2 separate regions of the Mus musculus genome follow, and region 1 is linked to region 2. The links are chromatin contacts, called in public HiChIP or PLAC-seq maps. All regions are on one chromosome and are shown on one strand. Each heading gives the region's core, a stretch centred on a gene start, on an enhancer-like site or on the middle of the called end of the contact. The rest is flanking DNA. Distances are from core to core; before and after follow the strand shown.

The links. HiChIP or PLAC-seq counts read pairs in DNA pulled down with a chosen protein or histone mark.
Region 1: an H3K27ac HiChIP or PLAC-seq map of embryonic stem cells shows a contact between it and region 2, with 15 times the contacts expected there. The contact joins the promoter of Aim2 here to the promoter of Vangl2 in region 2. A contact is called at or near these places in 1 of 39 promoter capture datasets (the 3T3-L1 cell line) and 1 of 115 datasets of contacts at active chromatin or transcription factors (embryonic stem cells).

Annotation. Positions count from the first base shown.
Region 1 is chr1:173,415,061-173,422,290 of GRCm38.p6, reverse strand. It overlaps Aim2 (absent in melanoma 2), which reads right to left and starts at 1,687. Exons shown (of 9, transcript NM_001013779.2): 1 at 1,605-1,687.
Region 2 is chr1:172,025,385-172,031,764 of GRCm38.p6, reverse strand. Vangl2 (VANGL planar cell polarity 2) reads left to right here and starts at 4,470. Exons shown (of 8, transcript NM_033509.4): 1 at 4,470-4,767.

The DNA of each region.
Region 1 (7,230 bases), core at 438-2,937, 1.4 Mb before region 2:
CAATTCTAAACAGTAAGCACCTCATTGAATAAAGTCAACAGTTGTAAACAAAATTTGACAGTTCTCCACTAACAAATGGCAAATGTACCATGATGGTCAGAAATTACAAAACATTTCCTTCAGTAACTAACGCTTTAAATAGCCAAGAATAAAATAAAACAAAAAGCAAAAAAGTAGAAAAGTTGAACAACATAATTAACAACTATGTTCTGATACTTAGAAATACTTACCACACTTTCGGTAAGGGCACAAAGGTTATCACTGAGTTCCAAAGAGTAGTTACTGTATTAGTTTCTTTTTTTTCTTCAATTTTTAATATTTAAATGTATTTTATACATCAAACATATTAATAATATTGAGCATTTTGAGAATCAAATAGTCTGTAAAAATGTGTTCAACTTTTATATTGATATCCTTTCATACCCTAAAAATATCATTAATGAATATTTAATACAGGAGAACACAGTAAACAGCTATAAGCACTTAAAGAGGCAACACAAAAATCTCTTAAAGAATTACAGGAAAAAACAATCAAACAGGTAAAGGAAATGAACAAAATCATCCAAGATCTAAAAATGGAAATAGAGACAATAAAGAAATCACAAAGGGAGACAACCCTGGAGTTAGAAAACCTACAAAAGAGATCAAGAGTCATAGATGCAAGCATCACCAACAGAATACAAGAGATAGAAGACAGAATCTCAGATGCAGAAGATACCATAGAAAATATTGACAAAACAGTCAAAGAAAATGCAAAAAGCTCTTAACCCAAAACATCCAGAAAATCCAGGACACAATGAGAAGATCAAACCTAAGGATAATAGGTATAGAAGAGAGCGAAGATTCCCAACTTAAAGGGCCAGTAAAGATTTTCAACAAAAATATAGAAGAAAACTCCCCTAACCTAAACAAAAAGATGCTCATGAACATACAAGAAGTCTACAGAACTCCAAACTGGACCGGAAAAGAAATTCCTCCTGTCATAATAATCAAAACACCAAATGCACCAAACAAAAAAAGAATATTAAAAGTGGTAAGGGAAAAAGGTCAAGTAACATAAAGTCAGACCTATCAGAATTACACCAGACTTCTCCACAGAGACTATGAAAGCCAGAAGATCCTGGGTAGATTTCATATAGACCCTAAGAGAATACACATGGCAGCCCAGGCTACTATACCCAGCAAAAATCTCAATTACCATAGATGAAGAAACCAAAATATTCCATGACATAACCAAATTTACACAATATTTTCTCATAAATCCGGCCCTACAAAGTATAATAGATGGAAAACACCAACACAAGAGGGAAACTACACCCTAGAAAAAAGCAAGAAAGTAATCTTTCAAAAAAACTAAAAGAATATAGCCACACAGATATAATTCCACCTCTAACAACAAAAATAACAGGAAGTAGCAATCACTTTTCCTTAAATATCTCTTAGCAATCACTTTTCCTTAATATCTCTTTTCAGTTCCCCGCAAAAGACAGAATTGGATATGTAAACAGGACCCAGCATTTTGCTGTATTAGTTTCTTTTCTGTTTTGATAAAATGTCATGAACATTAGCAACATAGGGGAGAAGTAGGTTTTAATTTTACTTACAGGTCCATGAGGGTGGATTTCATCACGACAAGGAAAAAACCTAGCAGCTAGTTAAGGAAGCATGGCGGCAGACAGGACAGGAAGCAGGCAGGACAGGAAGCAGGCAGGTTGTGATTCTTGCTCAGACAAAGAAACAGAGTTACAAGTGAGACCGCCTATCACCTCTCACAGGCCGCCCTCAGTGACCCACTTCCTCCAATAAGGTTTCTCCAGTAAGTTCCTCCTTGTGAAAGTCCCAAGACCTTCCGGAGCCACCAGCCGGCATATATTCAAACCTCAACAGATACCATAGGAATGATCCTTCCCCCAAATTCCAGGGATTTAACTATGGAAATGGGAAAGCAGGATCCAATTGGAACTAGACTGAAATAAACTTGCTATTACCTAATAAAGTAAAGGAAATAGAGATTAAAAGCACATATAATTTTTAAAAGATGCCATGTCACTTGAACATTTGGGATTATGGAGTAACATTATCTGCTTGGCATTTCTTTCTTTTTTTTTTTTTTTTTTTTCTATTTGATTCCGTGTCTGATTTTTTTTTAATTGTTCTTTTGTGTTACTACCATGCTGGGTTTTTTTTTCCCCACATTTTTTTTATTAGATATTTTCTTCTTAGATTAAGGTTACTTAGAATTTTGAGCTCTGATGCTTTCAAGCTAACGTTACATCACAGGCTTTCTGTCATGCCATTATTCTCACCTTTTATCGAGAAATAGCTCCCTGGCCCCTATGTTTCTTCCCCCTTCAGCTAGAAATCAAAAGCCCTCTTCTAAATATAAATTCATGTCAATAAAACACCTACAGACCAACACACCCAGAAAATCAGAGTTCCTTTTAGGCTCAGTCTGGGTCAACCCTCTGAACAATATATTCTAATTCCTGCCACGGCCAAATGCACTTTCTTTTGTAAAGGTCTCAGTTGTGGTGCAATAAAAGATAACTTCTGTTCCTCAGTCAACTGAAGGTTTAGAACCAGGCTTCCTGCAGCCTTATTCTTTTCTAGAATACAGTCAATACTAATCCCTCTTTCTAACCTCAGAAACCCAGGACTCTCTTTCCTCTTAATTTACTGATTAGCAAAATGGTCCTAAAGCTTTCTCTAGAAAACTTCTGACATATCTTACTTACCTCAGGGGATTTTCTTCTCTCCAAAGCAGCCTTAGTTCTCAACTCAGGGACTGGTGTATGTCCTGAGAGTTCAAACCATCCGCCTCACAAAGATTTTCACTATGAGTAGTAGGACATGAAAATCATGAAAATCAGGTCTTGGGAGACAGAAAGCAGAAAGTACTCTCAACTATCTTCTTTCACTTTGAAGCTTGGCTAGTCCTGGCCCTATAGCTGAGTCCTAAACCCTGATGCTGGGGCAAAATAATTATATATTAAGGCTCTGCCCAAGCAAATGCTAGTTTTCAGTTTCCTTTTTACAAGCCTCAGCAGAGTTTCTCCTCCAGCTGTGAGGTCTCAACCAGAGGTATTTTAGATATAGGGAACTCCACAAAAGTTATTTCCTGCTTTACCAGGGAGTTCATAGCCTAAGGGACAAGCCCAGCCCAATGCACACCACCCACTCACTTACTGGTGGTTGGTTTTCTTTGATTTCAACATCAACACACAAAAAAGGGTGGGCTCTGCATAATCAGATCTCTTGATTGACAGGCTGCCCTCACACAGCTTCCATTACCCAACCTTGCCCTAGTGACTGTAGTGCACTTTACACTTGTAAATTGGTATGCATTGTTTGCTCAGGGAGAGGCTGGTTCTATCCTCCTGCTACTTCAGAGAATATTTGTCTTACAGTGTCCTCCAGGGCTTCTTGTCTGGGGATGTCTGGTTTTCCATCTCTGTTACAAGGAGGACAAAACAGCTCAAGAATAAAAATATGACCTTCTTAAAAACTAGGTCAATCATTTCCAACATGTTTTAACTGTGATGTATACAGGTCTACAGTGTGAAGGTCAGCCATGGAGAGAAACTTAACTGCCTTAACTTCCTGGTTTGGTTTTTGCTGAGTATCGTAAGCATCCCGTTTAATGCTGTTTTTTTCTAACTGTAGGTATTGGTTCTTCTCGTTGGAATTCTCACCCTCACTCTTCTCTGCCCAGGACTCTCTCTCTCTCTATTGGAAACTTCAAAGGAGTGTCCCCAAAGGGCCTTCCCCAGCCTGTCCCCACTCTCACTTGATGAAGATTTGTCCCTTCACTATTGCTTTGTCTTTATGTTGACTTACTGAACAAAACCGAAAATGCATTCATCACTGCCGTTTGCATCGCTTTTGTTATCGTACTTTAGTATTAGTTGTTGTTGGCAAATTCTTACTACACTAAGTGTAAATTATACTTAACCTCATTGGCTACAGGAATAGGACAAAGTACAAGTCTTTGTTTTGTGTGATTTCAAACGTCTACTGAGCATCTATTGAAATGTGTAATGAATGGAGTTATCTAAGGGAATGGAAGGAATTCAACTCGAAGCTAAGAAAATATCCCAAGTAGGGTGCCAGTGTGAGGAAGCGCACACCTTTAATCCCAGCACTCGGGAGGCAGAGTCAGGCAGATTTCTGAATTCGAGGCCAGCCTGGTCTTCAAAGTGAATTCCAGGATAGCCAGGGCTACACAGAGAAACCCTGTCTCGAAAAACAAAAACAAACAAACAAACAAACAAAAAAACAGTGTGAGGAACTGAATTGATAAGGATGGCAGACAAGAGAGGAAAGAGAAAATCATATCACATGAAAGGTTGAATATGGAGGAGGGAAACTGAGGCTGCCAAGGGCAAGAGCCTATATTAATAGAACCACTGCAGCCTCAAGACCTGCAGTAAAAGTCCAATATAGCTAATAAGGCGATCAATTCTTCATTAAAAGACCTGCACCTCTCAGCCCATGGTCAAAAACAGTAATGGGACTTAAATTATGTCTTTGTATGCTACTAGGAAGAAGAAGAAGAAAAAAAAAAAACTAAAAAGCTGGGGTTGAATTGTCTTAGCCAGTGCTCTATTACTATCAAGAGACACCATCACCATGACAACTCTTATAAAGGAAGCATTTAATTGGGACTTGTCTATATTTCAGAAATTTATTATTGCCATGGCAGGGAGCATGGCATAGTGCTGGTAGACATGGTGCTGAAAAAGTACCTGAGAGTTCTATATCCATATATGCAACAATGGATAGAGAGAGCCTCTGGGCCTTGATAGAACCTAGCGGGGAAACCCCCACTCAATTCCCGATTCGGCGTGCACCCAAAAAAATCATGAAGGACCATCTTGATGTAATTACATGAGGTCGTTTAATTACGGAGCTCCGGACCGACATGCATCCCACACAGGAGATAATGGATGTTGGCCACGAGGCTCGAAAGCTAGGGGTTTTTACGGGGTAAGGGGCTTAGGGGTGTGGAATTGCATAGCGACACACTACTGCCTTATTCAAACATCAGCAGAAAAATTACATGTACGTGCAGGGTGTCAGAGTTCTGTGAGTTGTTGACTCAGTTTAGATAGCCCTGTTATGTCCTCACATTCCTCTTTATCTTTAAGGTTAAGCTGTTCCCAGGAATGTTTTAACTATGGGGCATACCCAGGTTTGTTTTTCTTTTTTCTCAGCCCCAGGCAGCCTCTAGGCTCACAAACAACCAGCAATTCCTGAGTATTTTATATGACTTACAGGTCTTGAAATTTTCATCTTTCTTTCAGCCTCACTTGGACTTTTGAAACCTCAAATCTCATCCTCCAGAGACACACGTCCTCCACAAGGCCTCCTAATCCTTCTCAAGTAATACCACTTCATGATGACTAAGCATTCATATATATGAGCCTATGGAGACCATTCTTCTTCTCCACATGACAGGGGAATCCTGGATATGTCTTTTAAAAGTTACAGAGAGAGAGATGAACAAAACAAATGGAAAATTAGACTTAGCTAACAAGTTGCTTTTTGTGACCTTAGAGAGAGTTGTTTCACAAAAGAATGGAAACAATGAATGCGTGCCTGGGAAATGGTCCTGGCTTATACAGCCTGTAGTTAATGGAAACAGACATCAGGGTCAGGGTGTAAAGGTATGTGAGTTGCTGAAGAATGATAGCCTGGACTGAAATAGTATGTAAATGCAAAAAGTGTTTTATTCTGAGGAGTCCAGCATGCTGGCATCTCCCATTATCAAGATACAGAGACAATCAAGTGAGCTCACGGGCCTGATTTAAAGCACATTAATGGGTTCTGGGGGGTAGGTGACCTTTATCTTGCTCTAGCTCTAGGAACATTCCATTACCAGGGTGTGGGGTCTGGAAACTGTTGCTGAGAAAGTCTGGAAACTGCCGCTGACCCACTGTCCTTTCCTTTGGCCAGGTGGTGGGGCAGCTTCTGAGGGCTGGACTTGCCCAGTTCTTGGAAACAGACTGAGGCCTCTTCTGAAATGCATATTTGAAGCCTGTCATGGAGTCAGCCTAGCCTTCTCAAGGGGAAGAATAGAAGCAGGTCAGCACATCTTGGGCACTGAGTAGGTGGTAAAATAGGGAGTTATATTTTATATGATGGTGGTGGGTGTGCGTGTGCGTATCATAGACAGATTGTATGTGTATTAATTTGAAGGCTGAACGTCCACAAAACCTAAAGCAAAACTAAAGCCCAGAGATCAGAGTAAGATCTCAGAGGCATTAAAAAAGGTGAAATAGAGTAAGGATGAACACCACCTTCGGGAAGAAGAGAAATCCCTTCACCTCTTAAGACAGAAGATGTAGGAGTATAGGAAAAATGATAACACACCAAGATCAACAAATATATTTATTGTAGATGTTTTTCTCTACAATTGAGAGGTGACTTTATCCGACAAGGGACATTTTCTCTAGTTGGGCAACAAGTCAAGTAAAGTGCAAGTATTGATCTTTTTCTCTAAATCAATGGGTGGTTCTTGGAACAATGAAAGTTGCTGAAGGTCAAGAGCACCATTCAGACTCAGAAGAGGGGAATGTCAGCAAAATGAAATCATGTCTTCCTCGCTAGACTTCTGCATTAGGAGGGCAATTAAACACAGGTTTGGGTTTTATAGACCCACTGTTCCACAATCCCACAAAATACCTTACTTCATTTTCTTTCCAACATCCCATTTTCCTATGAAAAAAATTCAAATTTAAATGTGAAATAACAAAACAGTGAACATTCATATACCTATCACATAGACAGAAGAGATGCTAGTGCTTTCCTTATTGGCAAATATTATTTTAATGCTTAGGCCTCTGTGTAAATTTATGTCCCATGATAAAAATTGGGTTAGATCTCATAATGTTGAGTGGTAATCTGTCAGAATATTTCTTCAATTGAGAATGATTTCTGATATGGTTAAATACAATCTCATACCCAGAAATATTAAAACAATAAAAGACAACCCGAGATCACTCAATACCCAGGATTTATTTACCAGGCTAAACATCAAGTGCTTTTCTGGTTATCAGTTTTTAAAAACTACAATCCAAGCAATGCTTATGGGTTGCATCTTATTAATTAATTAATTAATTAATTAATTAATTAATTTGTTATTTATTTATTTAGTGTGGATATTACCGTACATGTCTATACACGTTTGTGTGTGTGTGTATATATGTGTGTGTATACATATATATATAT
Region 2 (6,380 bases), core at 3,221-5,720:
GGCTTTGAGGTCTCAAAAAACTCAAACTAGTTCTTTGCCTGCTGCCTTTGGATCCAGAAGTAGAACTCTCAGCTCCTTCTCCAACATCATGTCTGCCTACCAAGACGATAATGGACGATGCTTTTCCTGTATGAGAGCTGCCGTAGTCAAGCTGGCTCTTCACAGTAAAGAAAAGAAAAGAAGAGAAAAGAAAAGAAAAGAAAACAAAAAACCCGCAAAAAGGGGCTGGTGAGATAGCTCAGTGGGTAAGAGCACCCGACTGCTCTTCCGAAGTTCCAGAGTTCAAATCCCAGCAACCACATGGTGGCTCACAACCACCCGTAATGAGATCTGATGCCCTCTTCTGGTGCATCTGAAGACAGCTACAGTGTACTTACATATAATAAATAAATAAGTAAATAAATAAATAAATCTTAAAAAAAAAAAAAACCTAGACAAGAAACTACTCTCACTTCTAGAGCTTGTTAAGTCTTCTCTGATAGACACAGCCTGTGGGAAACCTCTGGGATGTGTGCCTGGCCATCCTTGCTGTCCAAGTCCATGAAGTGGTGAGGAGTTAAACAAGCCTTTACTGAAGGCCTTGATACTAGGAGTCTCCCTCCCCGAACAAGATTCCCGAAAAAACAAAACAAAACAAAACAAAACAAAACAAAACAAAACAAAACAAAACAAAACAAAACAAAACACCAAAAAAACCCCCAGAGGTGCTGAGGCATGGAACAGGGAGGGGCAGGAAGTTTGACTAGAAATTTACTGGGGCACTGTGTTTCTGTGGAGGGATTTCTGTTACCTCATTACTAACTTTTGCGTGAATAGAATTAAGGTTTGAAGAAATAAGTGTCTATGCATTCAACATCCAAGAATGGTAAGCCAGACACGGTGGTATTTGGGAAGCTAAGACAGGAGGCTTTTACTTTTTTTTTTTTTTTTTTAAAGATTTATTTACTTGATGCATGTGAGTACATTGTTGCTCTCCTCAGACACACCAGAAGAGGGCATCGGATCCCATTCCAGATGGATGTGAGTCACCATGTAGTTGTTGGGAATTGGAACTCAGGATCTTTGGAAGAACAGTCAGTGCTCTTAACTGCTGAGCCATCTCTCCAGCTTGGGGTTTTACTTTTAAAAAATTTTATTTTTTATTTTACCTATTCAATTTACATCCCGCTCACTGCCCCTCCCACAATCCTTCCCATACCTCACCCTCCCCTTTTCCTCTCAGCAGGTGAGGGTCCTCCTGGTATTCCCCTACCCTGGCACTTCAAGTCTCTGTGAGGCTAGGTGCATTCTTTCCCACTGAGTCCAGACAAGGCAGTCCAGCTGGAAAAACATATCCCAGGTACAGGCAACAGCTTTTGGGATAGCCCCATTCTGGTTGTTCAGGACTCACATGAAGACCAAGCTGCACATCTATTACATATGTGCAGGGAGGCCTAGGCTCAGCCTGTGTATGCTCTTATGTTGGTAGTTCAGTTTCTGAGAGCTCCAGTGGTCCAGCTTAGTTGACTGTTGGTCTTCCTGTGGAGTTCCTATCCTCTCTGGGGCCTGAAATCCTTCTTCCTGCTCTTCCATAAGAGTCCCTTAAGCTCCATCCACTGTTTGGCTGTGGTTGTCTGCATCTGTCTGAGTCAGCTGCTGGGTGGAGTCTCTCAGGGGACAACCATGGTAAACTCCTGTCTGCAAACATAACAGAGTCTCACTAATAGTATCAGGGATTGGTGCTTGGCCCTGGGATGGGTCTCTGGTTGGGCCGGTTATTGGTTGGCCGTTCCCTCAGTTTCTGCTCCATGCCCTGTCCCTGCATTTCTTGTAGACAGGATAAATTTTGGGTCAAAAGTTTTGTGTGTGTGTGGGGGGGGGGTTGGTGTCTGTATTGTTCCACTAGGGTTCCTGCCTGGCTACAGGAGGTGGCCTCTTCATGTTCCATATCCCCAGTGCTGTGACTCACAACTAAGGACACCCCCATTGAATCTTGGGTGCCTCCCTTATCCCAGATCTCTGTCTCCTCCTGGATATGCCCCCTACCTCCTCACCCCCATCAGTTGCAGATTTCCATTCATTCTCATGGCCATCTGGCCATCCCTGACAGGAGGGTTTTAAATTCTAAACTAGCCTTACTACCAGAAGAGATCTGGACTATGGAATGAAACAAATAAACCCCCAAAGTCCAATTTGTCCCCCTATGTATTCCTTCAGGTTCCTGGCCTCCCTAGTTTCCAACCTCCCTCTGACTCTGCAGGTTTTCCTCAAAGGGAAAATTGTGGTTAGATGCCACCTACCTGGGTGCTCTTCTTCTTCCTAAAGAATTAGGCTAAGTCCTTCAGATCCTGAATGCCTGACCCTTGTCTTTGGGTCTTGGCTTCACTACTCTCTGAGATTTGAAGATGTGTGAAATTCATTCTAAGGGCGAGAGTGGAGGCTTGTTCAGAGAGTTGTTGGATAGGAAGCACTAGAATGATTACATTTAATGTCAGACACCTGTTTAAGGCAGTACTCTCCTTGCAGATGTAACTTCTCAATTACATCTGGTTCTGGGAGGAGAGGAAGAACTGAGTGTATTCCCGTTTCACACTTAACAGACATCAATCCTGAAGTCTCCCGTACGTACGTTCGTGACATCTTGACTTACATCTCAAACTTCAGCTGGGGCCCGCTCTACAAAGTCATTTGTAATTCTGACGTCAGAAACTCATTTCCAATTCTTTGGGGCCTGTCTCCGGGTCTGGGAAACAAGCTGGCAGAATGTGAATATAATTTACACTAAACATAAAAGAGATCCTGCCCGCAACGTAATGTGGCAGTTCTAACACTGTCAAGTTATAGACTAGTGCTCAACACTGGAGGTGTGCTTTGGACAGGTAAGGGGACTCTGAGGTCTTTCTGTCTCCTTTTACTGTCTTCCACTGTTCTGCTCTTTCCTTGCATTCCTGGTGTGGTTACAGGACCCCCAGAGCAGTCCAGTGCCTGGCACATGACAGACGTAGGTGAAGGAAGGTCATTGTGTTTGCAGAGACTGTGGTACTTGAAACTATGACTGTATTTCATTCACGTCGTCTTAACGCTAAGTTCTTTGCTAATATGCGGGAACAGTGGCTGGAGAGAAACAAGGGTTTGGGCAGAGCTGAAGGGAAGCAGCGTTTGTTTAGCTTCTTCACCTTTGAACAGCCATATGCGGACAAAGACAATCTGTCCTCATTTGGGGACTGGTTCGAATGTATAACAGAGATGTGCCTGAGTTTTAGGGAAGACTCCATTAGAGAAAGGAACAGAGACTGGGAGTCGCCTTCTCTGGGATTTCTTAATCACAGGGTTGGGAGGGGCAGGTATCAGAATTGGAAGGTGGAGATGGTGGGGGTGTGGAAACGTGTTCGAAGATGCTTTTGAAGCGGCACTGTTCTAGGTAAGTGGCAGGTTACAAGGTAAATAGTACTAGCAGCAATGTAATAATGTAATAATACTTTTGCTTTCATTCACTCCGAGGGCAACCTGGCCTTCCCACAGCTACTTTATGGTGGGCTCGTCCCTGTTGGGTTCCTAGGCACTTTAGCAACTCTAACTGGTTTGTTTCTTAGTGTGCTCTGAACTGGAAATGCCCTAAATGTGCCAGATATTTTATTCTAGCCTACATTCCCTGGGTCCTACCTGCAAAGCTAAATTAGCCAAAAGTTTTGGAGTTCCGCATCCACCCGGGTTTTTTTTTTTTTTTCCTCTCTCTCTAGGCTTCCTGGGAGAAGGCCCCCCTCTCCTCTGGTGCCCCAAGTCGCGGGCCCTCGTCTTCTCCCCCTCCCCCTCTCCCCTAGGGCAGGATTCCCTTTGTAATTAATCCCAACACTCAAACCAGAGGGGAGGAAAACGTGTTAATGAGTGAGCGTCCCAGTCTGACTAGGCGGTCTTCGCTCACAGCTAGAACACCGAGTAATTAAATTATTTTTGGAAGAAGGAGGGGTATGGTGTCAGGGAAATACCGTATACATGGGAGAGGGGCCTGTCTCTTGTCACTAATTAATATCAGGGATGACCCTTTTCGCAGTTCTAGGCCGGAGGGGACCAATCTTCCCCACGTCTCAGATTCCACTGGAGTTTGTGAGACCAGGTTTGTGGTTCTAAAGAAGAGAATATGGCCAACATCAGGGCCTAGGGGAAAGGTTTTCAATCGGGGGTCGAAGAAGACAGCTCCAAGAGGGGCTGCGGGCTGGACCAAAGCCAAGAGCCGAGGCAGCTTCGAGCACACCTTCCTGGCCAGGTCTGGAAGCCAGGAGCGGATTCCCAGGATCCAGAGGGCGCAGGGCATGGCCAGGCGCAGGGCTGGGGGTGCCGCGACTCGGGGAAGAGCCGGGCCGCAGACAATGGACGCAGCAGCGGGAGGGGCGGCGGCTGCGGGAACAGCCGGGAGGCGGCACCTGGGAGCTCTCTCCCCGCCCCCTGCCCCCTTCTGGTCCCCTCCCCCTCTGGTCCCCTCCCCCTCCGCCGCCGGCTCCAGATCTGATTCCTGATCCCCGATTGCTTGGTTCTGGGTCCCGCCATGGGAGCCTGAGTGCCCTGCAGTCCCCTCCGGCCCCCTGCCCCCGGGGCCTCGAGGGGGAAACAGGCGAGTGGTCTGGGACGGAGCCGGGGTGAGCGACCTCAGGAGCCCCCCTCGTCAACCCCCATCGCCCGCGCTGCCGGTTCTGGAGCGCGGAGTTCGGAAAGACCGGGTGCGCTGCGGATACAAAGGCGCGGAGCGGAGTGGGGCGTGCGCCCAGTCCACCGGGCTGTTCGCAGTGGCGGGTGAGTGGCGGGCCGCGGGGGCGCGGGCAAAGTTTGCGGAAAAAAAAAAGGAAAGAAAGAAAGAAAGCAACAGAAAAAAGAAGGAAACCATGCAAAAGACCAGGGAGCGCCCGGCCCTGGAGAAAGCAGGATGGCTTCTGGGGGAAGGGGGGCTTGAGGCACCCCCTTCCGGTCTGTCCTCCACTGCACAGCGGAGTAACCCCAACTTTGGGGAGGGGAAGGGGCGTATGGGGAAGGGGCGGAGCCCAGGCCTTAAGAGCCGGGGACTTTCCTGGGCCGGGGGGCCCAGGGCGGGCGCCTGAACGATCCCAAGGGAACCCATTGAAGCCGGGGATTGGGTAGCGTGTGTTGGAGGTGGTGGGAGAGGCCGTGGAAGGATCGGAGGCTGGAGGTATTGGAAGCTGAAGGTATGTAGGGATGCATACACACCTTTGGAGTGTGGGGAGGAAGGGGCAGGTATGTGTTTAGGGGGTAGAGTGGATCCTTGAGAGATGGCCCCGCACAGCAGTGTGTGTGTGTAGCCCAAGGATGGGACTTGCGGCGATACTGGTGAATGTGTGTTGGGGTGTGTGTGGGGAACCAACGACATCATATTTGTCCCTTGTCCTATTTACTCATCGAAGGTCCTAAGCACTGCATTAGTGAGTTTTAAAGGGTTGGTTGGGGGATCAGTATGCATGATTCTTTGTTTTGTGTGTGTATGTGTGTGTGTGTGTGTGTGTGTGTGTGTGTGTGTGTGTGCATATACGCTTTGACGTACTGCGTGTTCCTGCAGGTGGGCCCTGGGTTTGGATGTGTAGATGTTTCTCTCTCTCTCTCTCTCTCTCTCTCTCTCTCTCTCTCTCTCTCTCTCTCTGTGTGTGTGTGAGAGAGAGAGAGAGAGAGAGAGAGCTGACCACACACATCTGCTGTGTATTTGGGTATGTATTTGTGTGTATACTCAAGGGAAGGGGTGTGTGTCTGTGTGTGTATGTGCTGAGAGAGGGGCTTATGGGAAAGAGATGGGCAGGTATTAGAGAAGGTGGGTTTATAAAAGCTGAATGGGTGGTAGGCATATATGGGGTAGGTGTGTATGCACCTGTGTGGTGGGAAGGGGTGTGAGTGTGTGTGTGTGAATCTGTGCTCTTGTGAGTAACCTGTACTGATGGATAGCTGTGGATATGTGCTCGTCTTTGCTAGTGTGTATTTTGAGTGTGTATTGGGGGTACCTCTTGTCTCTGCAGGCAGATTTTCCTGGCAGAAAGCCCACAGGGAAGGCTGTCTGCAGGATTTGAATGGCCCTGCCTAGATTCAAGGGTAGTGTCTTGAGTGTGTGAGACCCCTGTGAGGATTGTGCATTGGGGGGGGGGTAGTGAGTAGTGAGTTGTCTTAGGTGATGTTTATTTGGGGAGATGGACTTTTCTGGGAGCTGGTGTGTGTTGTGGGGGCTGGGGAGGTGGAGGAGCCCAGTCGTCTTAAAGGAATTTTGGGGTTCAGGAGTCAAGGACATAATAGTGGCCTTCCTCGCTGTCACAGGCTGGGCTTTAGTGCCCTTTGAGGCCATACGCTTGGCTTCTCTGACCCAGTTACTCTCTTTGAGGCCACGGCTCTCTTGGAAAGCCATCTTGAAGGTG